Regions from separate parts of the Zea mays genome. Here region 2 is linked to region 1. Evidence: chromatin contacts called from public Hi-C data. All regions are on one chromosome and are shown on one strand. The core of a region is the stretch at or near the end of the contact, and the rest is flanking DNA. Distances in the headings are between cores, read along the strand shown. Region 1 holds the start of LOC100282992 (Inositol-tetrakisphosphate 1-kinase 3). Region 2 holds the start of LOC103637767 (pentatricopeptide repeat-containing protein).

The links. Hi-C and Micro-C count contacts between places; a contact is called where the count stands out from the background.
Region 2: a Hi-C map of ear shows a contact between it and region 1, with 3 times the contacts expected there. The contact joins the promoter of LOC103637767 here to the promoter of LOC100282992 in region 1. A contact is called at or near these places in 3 of 25 Hi-C or Micro-C datasets (ear, leaf and tassel).

The regions. Positions count from the first base shown.
Region 1 is chr1:111,713,656-111,720,207 of Zm-B73-REFERENCE-NAM-5.0, reverse strand. It overlaps LOC100282992 (Inositol-tetrakisphosphate 1-kinase 3), which reads left to right and starts at 4,276. Exons shown (of 10, transcript NM_001155896.2): 1 at 4,276-4,704; 2 at 6,435-6,516. The coding sequence starts at 4,532.
Region 2 is chr1:112,247,723-112,254,274 of Zm-B73-REFERENCE-NAM-5.0, reverse strand. LOC103637767 (pentatricopeptide repeat-containing protein) reads right to left here and starts at 2,395. Exons shown (of 1, transcript NM_001301446.2): 1 at 154-2,395. The coding sequence starts at 2,193. The coding sequence ends at 337.

The DNA of each region.
Region 1 (6,552 bases), core at 3,027-5,526:
GTTAGCACCAAAGAACAATTAGCCGATATCTTTACCAAGCCATTAGATGAGAAAACTTTTACCAAACTTAGGCATGAGCTAAATATCCTTGATTCTAGGAACTTTGATTGATTCCTTGCATACATAGCTCATTTATACTTTTTGATCATATCTCTTTCAAGTGCTATGACTAATGTGGTTTTCAAGTGTATTTCATGCTAAGTCATAGATTGAAAGGGAAATGGAGTTCTTCGGCGAAGACAAGGCTTCCACTCCACTCCATCGAATTATTCATCCTTCGCCGTCACTCCGCACCACTCTCCGATTTGGTATAATCTTCACTCATACATTATTTGCCAAAGGGGGAGAGACAAAACAAGGGCTTATATTTCAATCACAAGTATCCGTTTTTGGCGATTCATGCCAAAGGGGGAGAAAGTATTAGCCCAAAGCAAAAGGACCACACCACCACCAATTTCAAAAAATTTGTAGTCTTTCAATTTGTATTAAAGAAGTGTTTTTAAAGATTTTCAAATTGGTATCTTATTTTGATGCAATTTCAAATTGGTTTAACCCCTTGCAAAATTAATATCTAAAACCCTCTTGAACAATAAGAGGAGAATTTCATTGAGGGGGAGTTTTGTTTAGTCAAAGGAAAAACATTTGAAACAGGGGAGAAAATTTCAAATCTTGAAAATGCTTCTCAAAATCTTATTGATATACCTTTGACTATTTGCAAAAAGACTTTGAAAAGAATTTCCAAAAGAATTTGCAAAAACAAAACAAGTGGTGCAAGCGTGGTCCAAAATGTTAAATATGAAGAAAGCATCCATGCATATCTTATGAAATGTATATTGGTTTAATTCCAAGCAACCTTTGCACTTAAATTAAGTAAACTAGTTCAATTCTGCACTTTTATATTTGCTTTGGTTTGTGTTGGCATCAATCACCAAAAAGGGGGAGATTGAAAGGGAAATAGGCTTACACTTTTTCCTATATGAATTTTGGTGGTTGAATTGCCCAACACAAATAATTGGACTAACTAGTTTGCTTAGATTATAAGTTTTACATGTGTCAAAGGTTCAACACAAACCAATAAAAAGTCCAAGAAAGGGTTCAAATAAAAAGAGCAAAAGACAACCTAAAGGCAGCCCTGGTCTGGCGCACCGGACTGTCCGGTGTGCCACCGGACAGTGTCCGGTGTGCCACCGGACAGTGTCCGGTGCACCAGGGAGTTCCACTCCAAACTTGCCACCTTCGGGAATTCGGGAGGCCGCTCCGCTATAATTCACCGGACTGTCCGGTGTTCCAAGCGAAGCAACGGCTCCAAGCGCCAACGGTCGTCTGCAACGCTACAGTGAAACACTACATTACGCGACTGCGTGCGCAGAAGTCAGAGCAGGCGCAGAAGGCGCACCGGACAGTGAATAGTGACTGTTCGGTGCACCACCGGACTGTCCGGTGGCCCAGTTGTCAGAAGCTCCAACGGTCGGAACCCAACGGCCTGGTGACGTGGCTGGCGCACCAGACAATGTCTGGTGGCGCACCGGACTGTCCGGTGCGCCATACGACAGAAGCCCTCACCAACGGTTATTTTGGTGGTTGGGGCTATAAATACCCCCAACCACCACACTTCAATGAATCCAAGTTTTCAACCATCAAACCTCATACAAGAGCTATAGACTTCATTCCAAGACACAAACAAAGAGATCAAATCCTCTCCCAAGTCCGCAATCACTCCAAACAAATTGGTGACTAGAGAGAGAGACTTATGTGTTCTTTTGAGCTCTTGCGCTTGGATTGCTTTTCTTCTTCCTTCTTTCTTGTTTCCAACTCAATTGTAATCAAGGCAAGAGACGCCAATTGTGTGGTGGTCCTTGTGGGGACTTAGTGTCCCGGTTGATTGAGAAGAGAAGCTCACTCGGTCTAAGTGACCGTTTGAGAGAGGGAAAGGGTTGAAAGAGACCTGGTCTTTGTGACCACCTCAACGGGGAGTAGGTTTGCAAGAACCGAACCTCGGTAAAACAAATCACCGTGTCATCCGCTTTTATTCGCTTGTGATTTGTTTTCGCCCTCTCTTTCGGACTCGATTATATTTGTAACGCTAACCCCGGCTTGTAGTTGTGCTTAAACTTTATAAATTTCAGATTTGCCTATTCACCCCCTCTAGGCGACTTTCAGGACCACCTCACCAATCGGAAAGGACGAGAGGTCATAATATTCAATTAAGACCTAACGCACCTGCGTGGACACCTCCACCTCCACATACACCCATGTCATGTCATTATACATACATACCACTGCCACTATATATCCCGAATCAGATGTGGGGCGCGCCACCATATCCATTCGGGATACCATAATACCCCTCCTGGGGCACCTCAATCATCTGTTTTTGACAGGTTGACGCCTCCAGTATAAGACCGATTGAGAGCCCCTCAATTGGTCCACGAGCACAGGGCCAGCAAGATTACCGGACAACTCGGCCCAAAGGCTGACTAATCCGGCAGGGGGGCATATAGCTACAACCTCCAACAATACGATAAAAGGGAATGTCATTAAAATAGGAACAACAGATGTCGTCGTACGACAAAATAACGAAAGGGCGATGATTTTTGGTGAATTGGCTAACAAAAACAAAAAAGAAGATGCGGCTGTCAACAAAACAGTCGATCCAAAATACTCCATGCCCCGATGGTGCCCATCGGGATTGACACGATCGCAAAAGCGAAAATTACAGCGCCTCAGAGCAAAGGAGAATCAGGAAAAGGAGGCAGAAAAAATATTAAATGACACACATCCGCAGTATCCACCACCGCAAAAGAGATGGAGACCAAAGGCCATTGAGGAAAAGCAAACGACCACAAAGACAGAAAATAAAAGAACATCTATGCAGCTCTCTGCAGGTATGGCAGACAATCCGGCTATAAAGGCCGGACCACCCGTACAAGGCACAGACCGTTCAACCTCTAAGGTCGGACCGTCCGCACTACACCAGGACACCTCCAACGACGTACCGACACCCATGGAGGAAGACGACCTGCAAGGAGAAGACCTGGTCGACTATGGAGCTACGCCATAACACTTAGAAAATTAGGAAAGCAAGATGACAAATTGGTCAGGACCAGTACAACGCTCGACGGTGTTGGACTGACAGTTCGATCAAAGCTAAACAAGTCACGTCCGTTGGGTTAACCATCGTGACCAAGACCCTTGCGTACCATCCTAGTAGGTGGCAAGATGCCTAAGAAAGCCGATGTGATCACATCAGGTTAGTTGCTTTTGGTTCGCCTAGCTCCTCGAAAAGGCAGGGGGCATATGTTGAGCACCAAATTGAGCGACCGGACGGTCCGACCCTGAGGCTGGACGGCCCATGCGCGCTTAGAGCCAATTAGGGTTCCGAGTTTCTTGCTACAGCTGTTGGCTAGATTCACGGAATTAGCTCGGGGAATTTGTTTGTAACGGGTCTAGCCCCCTCCTCTATAAATACAGAGGAATACGACCGATTAATGATCAACAATCAAATCAATAATCAATACAATTCGCATTTTATCGTACACTTAGAAGTAGTTCTAGTCTAGTTCTAGTTTAGTCTTCCAATCCTCAAATTCTCCGCTTCTCTTAGCCTCTACGTCGATCAGATGAGTCTAGGTCGGTCTGCCGAGCCTAAACAACACCTAGGATCTGTCCTCCCCGACGGGGTCCCTCCGGCAGTGAACTCCGCCGCCCCTGCGCACGCGCGGACCCTCCGGCACGTCAGACAGGAAACCCAAGCCCTGCGCTAGGTCGCGGACAGTCTGGCCCCTGGCCGCGGACCGTCCGCGCCTGTGCATAGAGCACCGCCGCCGGTTCTCATTATAGTGAATGGCGCCCGAAAAGATGTCAACAGTACCTAAAACCAAACACTCTCACCTCAAACTTAAGTTTAGCTCCTGTCACGTCGAATATTTGGATGATAATTACAGGTATAAATATAGTCTGATTATAAAACTAATTACACAAATGAAGACCAAAAGATAATATGAATTTATTAAACTTAATAAAATTTATATTTTATACACCTAATTAATATTTAAATATTTAATATGACACGAACTAAATTTTAGCTAGAGAAATTAAACACCCCTAAGTCGCGCATGTATACGCATAAGGATAATATGATGATTTTTGTGAGCTAATTTTCAAGAGAAAGCTATAAAGGTTTGCGCAGCCGTAGAGGATCCGAGCAGCAGCCACGTGGGCCGTGCTCATGGTCCCTTTACGTCTACAAATACCCTCCCGCTCTCCCTCTCCTTCTTCTCTAGACTCCCCTTCGTCCCTTTCTCTCTCTTCACACTCGCCTCGCCATTAAAGCTCCAAAAAAGAAAAAAAGGCTGCGAAAAAAATCATCTTCTCTTCTCCTAAAATCTTCCACCTTGAACCGTCCCTGTCCGCGAATTTCTAGATGCCCCGATCGCTTCCGATTTTTTTCTGGATTTCTCCGATTTTTTGAAGTATTTTTCCTTGTGGACGGTTTCATTGCCATTCCTCGACGGGGTTAGGGTTTGCGGGGATGAGGGTGCACGGCGAGGTGTCGGACGATGAGGCGGCCGTGGCTGTGGTTGGGGAAACGGTGCCCTCCTCGCCGCCTCCCGCCTCCGTGGTGCAGCCGCTGGTGGTGGGGTACGCCCTCACCAAGAAGAAAGTCAAGAGCTTCCTGCAGCCCAAGCTGCTCGCGCTGGCCAGGTAAAGAATAGACCTGCTGATCCCCAGCGTCAACGCTGGAATCTTTTGTGTGGTTCTCCTAGGAGAAGAGGCGTGTGCTGTGGACTGTGATGGCTGATTTGGTTGACTGAAAGGGATATGATTTCTGTTTCATTTAATTTTTATGGACCAACGCGAACGAAATGGAAATGATGGTTAGTGGATTAAAACTTGGGATGAGTGGGGGCATTTATTAAATGTTCAATCTGCATTCTGACCAGATTATGCTGTTACCCTTCTTGGACAAATTCTCTAAAGGGAAGTTTTTTTTTTGATTCAGTAGAGTAGGAATTGCAGGAGCTGATTTTATTGTTAATTGATTTGGTTTCTATTGTTTTGGATGGAATGGAATTGACTGCATTTTCTCTGTGGACAAGGAATGTCGATATCATAACACTTAAGTAGTTAAGTGGATGCCTAGGCCCTAGTGGCTTCTGCATGAGTTTTATAGCTATGGACTGGGGGGCGTATATTATTTTACTAGTGTTTTGGAAGCAGTCTGGGAGGCTTGTTTGTCAAATGTTAATTCTAGTTCAAACTTTTAGTATCCATCTATTTTTACATGCAAATTTCATTTGGATGGCATCTTGGACTCTCATGTTGGAATATTCTTATGGATAACTACATCACATGTCTTGGATATGTGTTTAAAATGACCAGATGACCAAAATAATCTGCCAGACTATTTGGCAAAGAGTAAAACTTTTTTGAATTAAGAGTCACCTCAAATTATAGTACAATGTGGATATTATGACTTGACCAAGGCTTGGCACATGCTCACATCGATAAAAGATGGTGGAAAAAGGAAATGAAATAATTGGAACAGGGACATTTTTGTTTTCTCTGCGACAAGAGAATTATTTCATATTTCTTTTGAAGCATAGTTTGTATAGATTTTGCGTGTTTCAATAAGTCTTTCAAGCATTTGACTTCTGAATCAACTATATTTATTGTTATAGATTTGTTTATTACAAGTCTCAGGTACATGAAAATAGGAAATGTTTGATGCTTACGGTGTACCTGTTGGCTTCCAGCGAATTAAATTGTTATCATTAGTGTGTGTATTGTGTAGTTGGAGAATATTAGTCATATATTTACACCAGATAACATATATTCGTGATTCACTTAGGTCATTATTTTTTGTTATATTGGAAGAACATGAAGTTTCTGAATCAACAAAGCTTATGATGAAACTTCGATAATATGTGGCTTTAAGTTGCTACAGGGATATAAGATCATACAATAACAGGCTATATTATTTTGTCAGTCAACCTTAAGTTTGCTTTGGATAGGTTTATATATTATTTCTTCGCGTCCTTGTTCAAAATCAAGTAGAGCCTATGTAACTCAGGAAATCTTAAATTTTGTCTCCCAGATGTGATTACCCTTGCTACTTTAGTTTCACAAATATTTATTTATTTATTTATTTATTATATTGAGGTGTTGAAGCTGCCTTAGGGCCTGTTCGCTTCTACCGGAACAGACCCGGATTCATTCCAACTCATCGAAATCTATATAAATTAGAGAAGTAATCCGGCTAGAAATCAATCCTGAGCTTCAATCCCTAGTAACCGAACGGGGCCTTAATATTTTTTCAGTTGTTGCTCTTAGATGATCCTGCTAGTCCATGCTTGTTAATATGACCATTATACTGTTACCTGCCTTGGTTTTATACCGTTTGATGAGCCTTTTGTAAAACTGGATTTGTTTAGGAAGAAAGGCATTCATTTCGTATCAATTGATGAGACTTGCCCCCTCTCTGAACAAGGTCCATTTGACATCATTTTGCACAAGGTCCGTCCCTATGTCTTTCTCTTGATGTTCATCAAA
Region 2 (6,552 bases), core at 1,146-3,645, 540 kb before region 1:
CCTTTTTACAGAAGTGGACAAATTCCCATTGGCCCAGGATATAGTAAACTGCAAGAACTATGCTGGTTGCAACAGGCTAACAATGCTTGAATTATGGTGTATATACAGCTTCGTAAGGAAAAGAAAGCGAAGAAAAATGGTTAGTAGAGGTTGCTTTGAAGTACAGATATATTCCCACACCTTGAAATCACCAGCTTCTGATTGTATTTTCCAATGCGCAATCAGACAAAGAAACTTGTTGCAGCATCCTGAGACCAACCAGTGACTTTGTACAGTTTTACCAGCATTTTGCTGATATTCGCTAACTAGTCTAAAACTTCACTGAAAGTAGACTGGTTATTGAACTATGAACGAGATGCGGTCTGATTTCAACTGAAAATCTCCACATGACGACAAAACTGTCGAAAGCACAAATTCATCAACAACATAACCTTCTTGTTGCATTAGGAACATGTATTTCAAAGCCTCTTCACTGCGGCCATTTTGTGTAAATCCTGTAATCATTACTTTCCATGTTACTAAGTTGTGCTCTGGCATGGCGTCGAAGACTCTTCGAGCTTCATCAACTTTCCCACACCGCATGTACATATCTATCAGTGAGCATCCCACAAACACATTTGAGAAAGCTTGGGTCTTGTTAACAACACCATGGATCCTCCTCCCATCTTGCAGAGCCTCCAATCTGGCACAAGCTTTCAAAGCTGAGGAATAGGTGTAAGTGTTTGGTACCACACCATCCCATAACATTTCATCCAATGATTTAAGCGCTTCAACATTATGGCCAAGATTGTTATAGCCCGAAATCATAGCTGTCCATGCGACAGCATCACGGTCAGGCATCGCTTCTAGAATTCTTGTGGCATAAGTATGCTCCCCACGTCTGTTGTAAAACCAAACAAGCGTACTCCCAATCTGGAGATTCTCTTCCATACAATTCTTTATTATCTGGGCATGAAGTTCTTTTCCATGATAAATTGACTGCATAGAGCCACAAGCACTAAGGAGACTAACAATAGTAAGGTGGTTAACAAATACTCTGCGCATCTTCATCTTGCGGAACAACAAGACAGCTTCTTCACCACAGCCACTTTGAGCATATCCAGAGATCATTGAAGTCCATGTAATAGTGTTTCTTCTTGGCATCTTATCGAACACTGTCTGAGCATCAAATACCTCCCCACATCTGGCATACATGGTGACAAGTGCGCTCCCGACATGGATATCATATTTGTATAGCTTCTTCACAATAGCACCATGCAACTGCTTCCCAAATCTTAGAGCCTTCTCCTCTGCACAAGCCTTGAGGGCGCTGCAAACAGTAAATTCGTTGGGGCGAAATCCCTCAGACACCATTGTTGGGAACATCTGAAGAGCTTTGTCACTATGGCCATGCTGCACATAAGCCGTGATCATTGTTGTCCATGAGATAACATCGCGGGATGCCATCCTATCAAACACAGTTGAAGCAGCAGCAACATCACCGCATTGAGCATAGAAGTGTGTGATGGCGCTGTCAACTATCACATTGCTCCAGCCACCCTTCACAACGCAACAGTGGACCTGTTGCCCCAACCTGGCATCACATCGCTCCCCACAAGATTTCAACAGGCAAACAAAAGTCAAGCTGTTACCTTGGACGCCAGCGATCAGCATATCCATCAAAAGCCTCGCAACCTCACCGTGGCAGCCAAGCTTCTGATACCCATTCATCATTGCTGTCCACGACACGATACTCCTCTCGGGCATTTCGTCGAACACCTTCCTCGCATTAGCAACCTCGTCGAACCGCACATAAGCGCTGATCAGATTGTTGGAGACGAACACCCCCAGGCTGCCGAGCGACCGCAGGGCAACCGCGTGCGCTCTCCGGACGTCGAGCTCCCTCCGGCAGAAACGCAGCCAGAACGCGACCGCCTCCGCGTCCGGCAGCGACGGCGCTGCGGAACAAGGAAAATCCTTTCTCGGGATTTTATCCGCAGGGCCCCCGTGGCTATCAACCAGGTGGGATTGAGAGCGCAAAGACTGGTTCTTGGACTTGAAAACATGCGCCCTGACGCGGTGGAGCTTGCTCTTTTTGCTCCTCCCCTGCTCGCCGGAGCTGAGCAAGCTCCGCGGCAAGCAGCTTGGGTGAAACGACGAGCGCGGAGCACAGGTCTGGATTTGTTGGGGAAAAGTACAGCAGCATAGTAGCATCTGGACCTCCTCCCAGTCCCTGCGCCTGCGCGCACCTGGACTCGGAGGAAGAAGAGAGGAGCACAGCCAAGGCGCGACGAAGCAGGACGAGGGAAGGGGAAGAGTGGCCGCAATGGGGAAAATTCCGTGGAAACGGCAGGAGAGATACTCGCCGCCGCCGGCTGCCGGCGAGGAGTTGCGGAAGGGGGAAAGCTGAGTGGGTGAGGTGATTTTGATTTGCGGGAGAGTCTTTTATTTTGTGGGAGAGCACAGGATGAGGTGGTACAGCAGGTAAATCCTTGCAGCGAGTAAAATCAATCACATGCCCATGCCTCCATCGTCCATCCGCGTCCATTACCCGCCGCAGCGGACAGAAAACATGTCCGTGCGTGTGCATATTCTAATTTATAATTCGTTTAAATACTTTATACTAAATTTAATCGACTCATCTTATTAAAAAAATTCATAATTATTTGTTATTTTTTGATACAATATTATTTAGCATATAATATATTTTAAATGTAACTTTAAATTTTTCATTTTTTTCAAAAAAAATTTAAATAAGACCGTCAAACATGGCACAAAAATATCAAACAAATTATAATTTGGAAAGGAGAGAGTATATTCTTGGTACCCAATAATACGACCAAATAATTAAGGAGTTTCGTGATCATGACATGTGGGGATGAAGACTCCGCAATGTTGTTTAATGACTCGGTCTACATGTTAGAGATAATCTTATCTGAGCAGTCAAAGAGGTTTGTGTAAAGCTTGGGACAAGATTCCTAGTTAGATACAATTAAGATAATATGTATTTGGTCACATATGCATGTTTATCTGGTACTATAACTAGATAACCTTTTTGTAATTGTGTTCTCTTTGGACCATAAAATGAGGGTGAGACATCCCAAAAGGACATACATGCTCGACAGTTGGGACGTCGGGTAGGGGAATTTGTGACGATCATAGTGGATCTAATGGCAGCCATGAGCTTTGTACTAGAAGACGAGATTTTCTTCGGCACCCTTTAGATTCATTGTTGATGAGCTTGAGAATCTTAGGCTTGCCCCGGAAACCTTGCCGACCGTGGTGCCTCTCATTTAAACTTCCATAGATCCAATCTGCATGACGGACCAGACTCAAACTCATCACGATCTGATTCCGACTCAGGCTCCGACTCGGATTCTAACCCCCAACTCAGACTCAAATTACTATTATTCAGGAGATCGATTCGTCTTCATGGTGAACTCTAGACATCATAAGGTTCATCCCTCTGACCATGACAATGATGGCAACAACCAGGTGGTCAATTGGCGAAGGAATAAAGAAGAGCTACAGCGTGGACGAAATGCTCACGACCATATCCAGACGGTCGACTTTCAGGGACAGCAGGTCTATGACATGCCGATGAAAAAAAACATGACCTCGAAACTCCTTCTAGATAGAATTACTCCATTACTCCCTTAGGACAACATGTAGGATCATGATGACGTGAAGAAAATTCAAAACATGGTCGCATACAAGGCAATGTGCATGGATGCTCTAGTGGCTCTGACACCAACTCAGGATCTCGTCGAGTCATCTGATGATTCTACAAGAAGCTAGGACATACTCATGAGAGCCAGAGTCATTGGTAGGGTAAGTGAAAGTCGCCTAGAGGGGGAGTGAATAGGCGAAACCTGAAATTTAAAAACCTTAAACACGCACCAAGGCCAGGGTTAGCATTAGAATTAAATCGGAGTACGGAAGATAGTTCTCCTTGCTTAGAGTTGCTCAAACAATGCGGATAACTTTTGGGAGCAAACTCAAATCAATATGAGCAAGGGAACTTTTAGAGAGAGGAAAGAGGGGAAACAAATCAAGTGAAGATCAATAAGTGAACACGGTGATTTGTTTACCGAGGTTCGGTTCCAAAGAACCTAGTCCTCGTTGAGGAGGCCACAAAGCCGGGTTTATTCCAACCCTTTCCCTCTCTCAATCGGTCACACAGACCGGTCGAGGCTTCTCCTTAATCACTTGGGTCACTAAGATCCCGCAAGGATCACCACACACTTAGGTGTCTCCTGCTAGCTTTACAAAGCACTTAGAAGAATAAGAATAGGAAGGAGAAAGCAATCCAAGCAACAAGAGCAACAAAAGAACACAAAACACCCTCTCTCAAGTCACTAAGCAATTGAGTTGATTTGGAGGCTTGGAGAGGTTTTGATCTATTGATTGTGTCTTGGAGTGTAGCCTTTTGCTCTTGTATTGAATGTTGAGTTCAGAAAACTTGGATGACTTGAATGGAGGTGGTTGGGGGGTATTTATAGCCCCAATCACTATTCTAGCCGTTGTTGTCGATGACGCACAGGATAGTCTGGTGGTGCACCGGACATGGCAGTGTTCAGGGTCCGGTGCATGCCACGTCAGCTGCCCGTTGGGGTTTGAAGCGGTTGACCGTTGAAGTATTTTGTCTTCTAGCTGCACCGGACAGTCCGGTGGCACACCGGACATGTCCGGTGCGTCTTGACGTCGCTGCTCTGACTTCTGACTGCACACTGTTCACTTTTGCAGTCGACCGTTGTGCATAGGTGACCGTTGCTCCGTTGGCTCACCGGACACTGTCCGGTGCACACCTGACAATCCGGTGAATTATAGCGGAGTGCCTCTCAGAAACCCGAGAGTGGCTAGTTCGTTGGTGCCTTGACCTAGGCACCGGACAGTGTCCGGTGCGCCAATGGCAGCACCGATACTAGTCATTTGAAGCGCCCAAATTCTTTGGGACTCAAATGTGATACAATTACTAGTCCCAGGAGGCTAGTAAGCACATTTATACATCAAATGATTCTAGATCTGCTTAAACGAGACAAACCTATAAAGGTGGCGATCAACTTTAAGAGTTGGTCCACAACTCGAGACATATCATCAGAGTGGGGCTGAAGTAGCCCGATATACGCAGCGAAGCAAATCAGCGGTCCAACAGCCATAGGCAAGGTTGGGAACAGGCGTAACTCTTACCCGATCAGCGATCTCCTTCTCTAAAAAACAACAAATAAGCAAGGGTGAGTACTTACGTACTCAGCAGCCCACCTCACCCACGGAATGGGAAATCAGAGAAGGAGAAAGAGCAATATTTGGAGCTCAGGATATTTTGCAGAAAGAGCAATATTTGATGCAGGGTTATTTTGTAAAACATTTTATATTTTACAAAGCACATCCTCTCCCAAAGGAGCAGGAAGTTTTTCAATATAGAACAAAATCCCCTGGAATAAACCATCCAGGTATCTCAGCAATTTCTCACTAGTTTTCATTTTCAAAAATAGCTACTGGACTTCCCGTCCACCATAGCTCACAGCTCAACCACCAGAACTTTTAAAACCACTTTTCAAAAGCATTTTTGGAAAACAAAACACTAATTGTCAAATCCATGCCATGACTCATCCATATCCGTGGACGCGGACTATTTGAACAGGTTTACAAACTCTGCGCAGAGGTGTACACTTTACCCACTAGTCTGGTTTCTGTAATCTCACCGTCGTGAGATCCGAATGTCGAATCTCTCTCTTTCCTTGCACGTCCTTACCTTAGCGATTATACCGAAAGGAGTCAGGCCACCACCATGCCCAAACCGGACAAAACATTCCCCCTCCTTATCCTCCCGGTGCTCCCCAGCCATCATAACACAGGGGTTCGGACCGTGCAAGTTCAGATTGAGCGACCGTCCATACAGTCTCGAGTGGTTGTACTTGATAAGAGTATAGGTAAGGAGTGATGACAAACCGGTCCTTAGGCGAGAGGGACAATCCTTCATGCTCACACCTAACCCGGCTAAGCCATCACCTTAGGCCCTCCCCTAAACTAGGGAGTCCCTGATTATCCCGCTCAAAGGTGACAAGGGTTACAACCCTTCATCATACCTATTTTGAAAAACATTTTCTTTTGAAAACTCACACCTTTTCTCAAATCATTTGTAACAAAGTTATCAAGGAGTATAAAGATTAATTGCGGCAAAGTCTGGGTGGCCATAATAACTTGTCTCAAAATCATATCATGCATAAAATAACAGGCTGAGGGTTGTGGTTGAAAATATAGGTGATTTATGCATCAAAGAGATCCAGTGAGCTTGTCGTGCTTAACCGGCGAAAGGGTGAGAGCTCGCAGAACTGGCTTCTGGCTCCACCGCCTGGCGTAGACTTGTAGAACTGGCCTTCACGAGATGGCACGAACGCTCCGATAACTATGCAACATGAACAAGCAAACATATAAACCGACAAGTATATCAACAAATATTTAGTAGAGTGGTCAGAATGGCGATATATGGATGGGTAGAGTCTTGGGCAGAATCTGTGTCATGTGGTGTTGTGATATTACTGGTGGTAGAGCGGAGGTGCTTACCAGTAG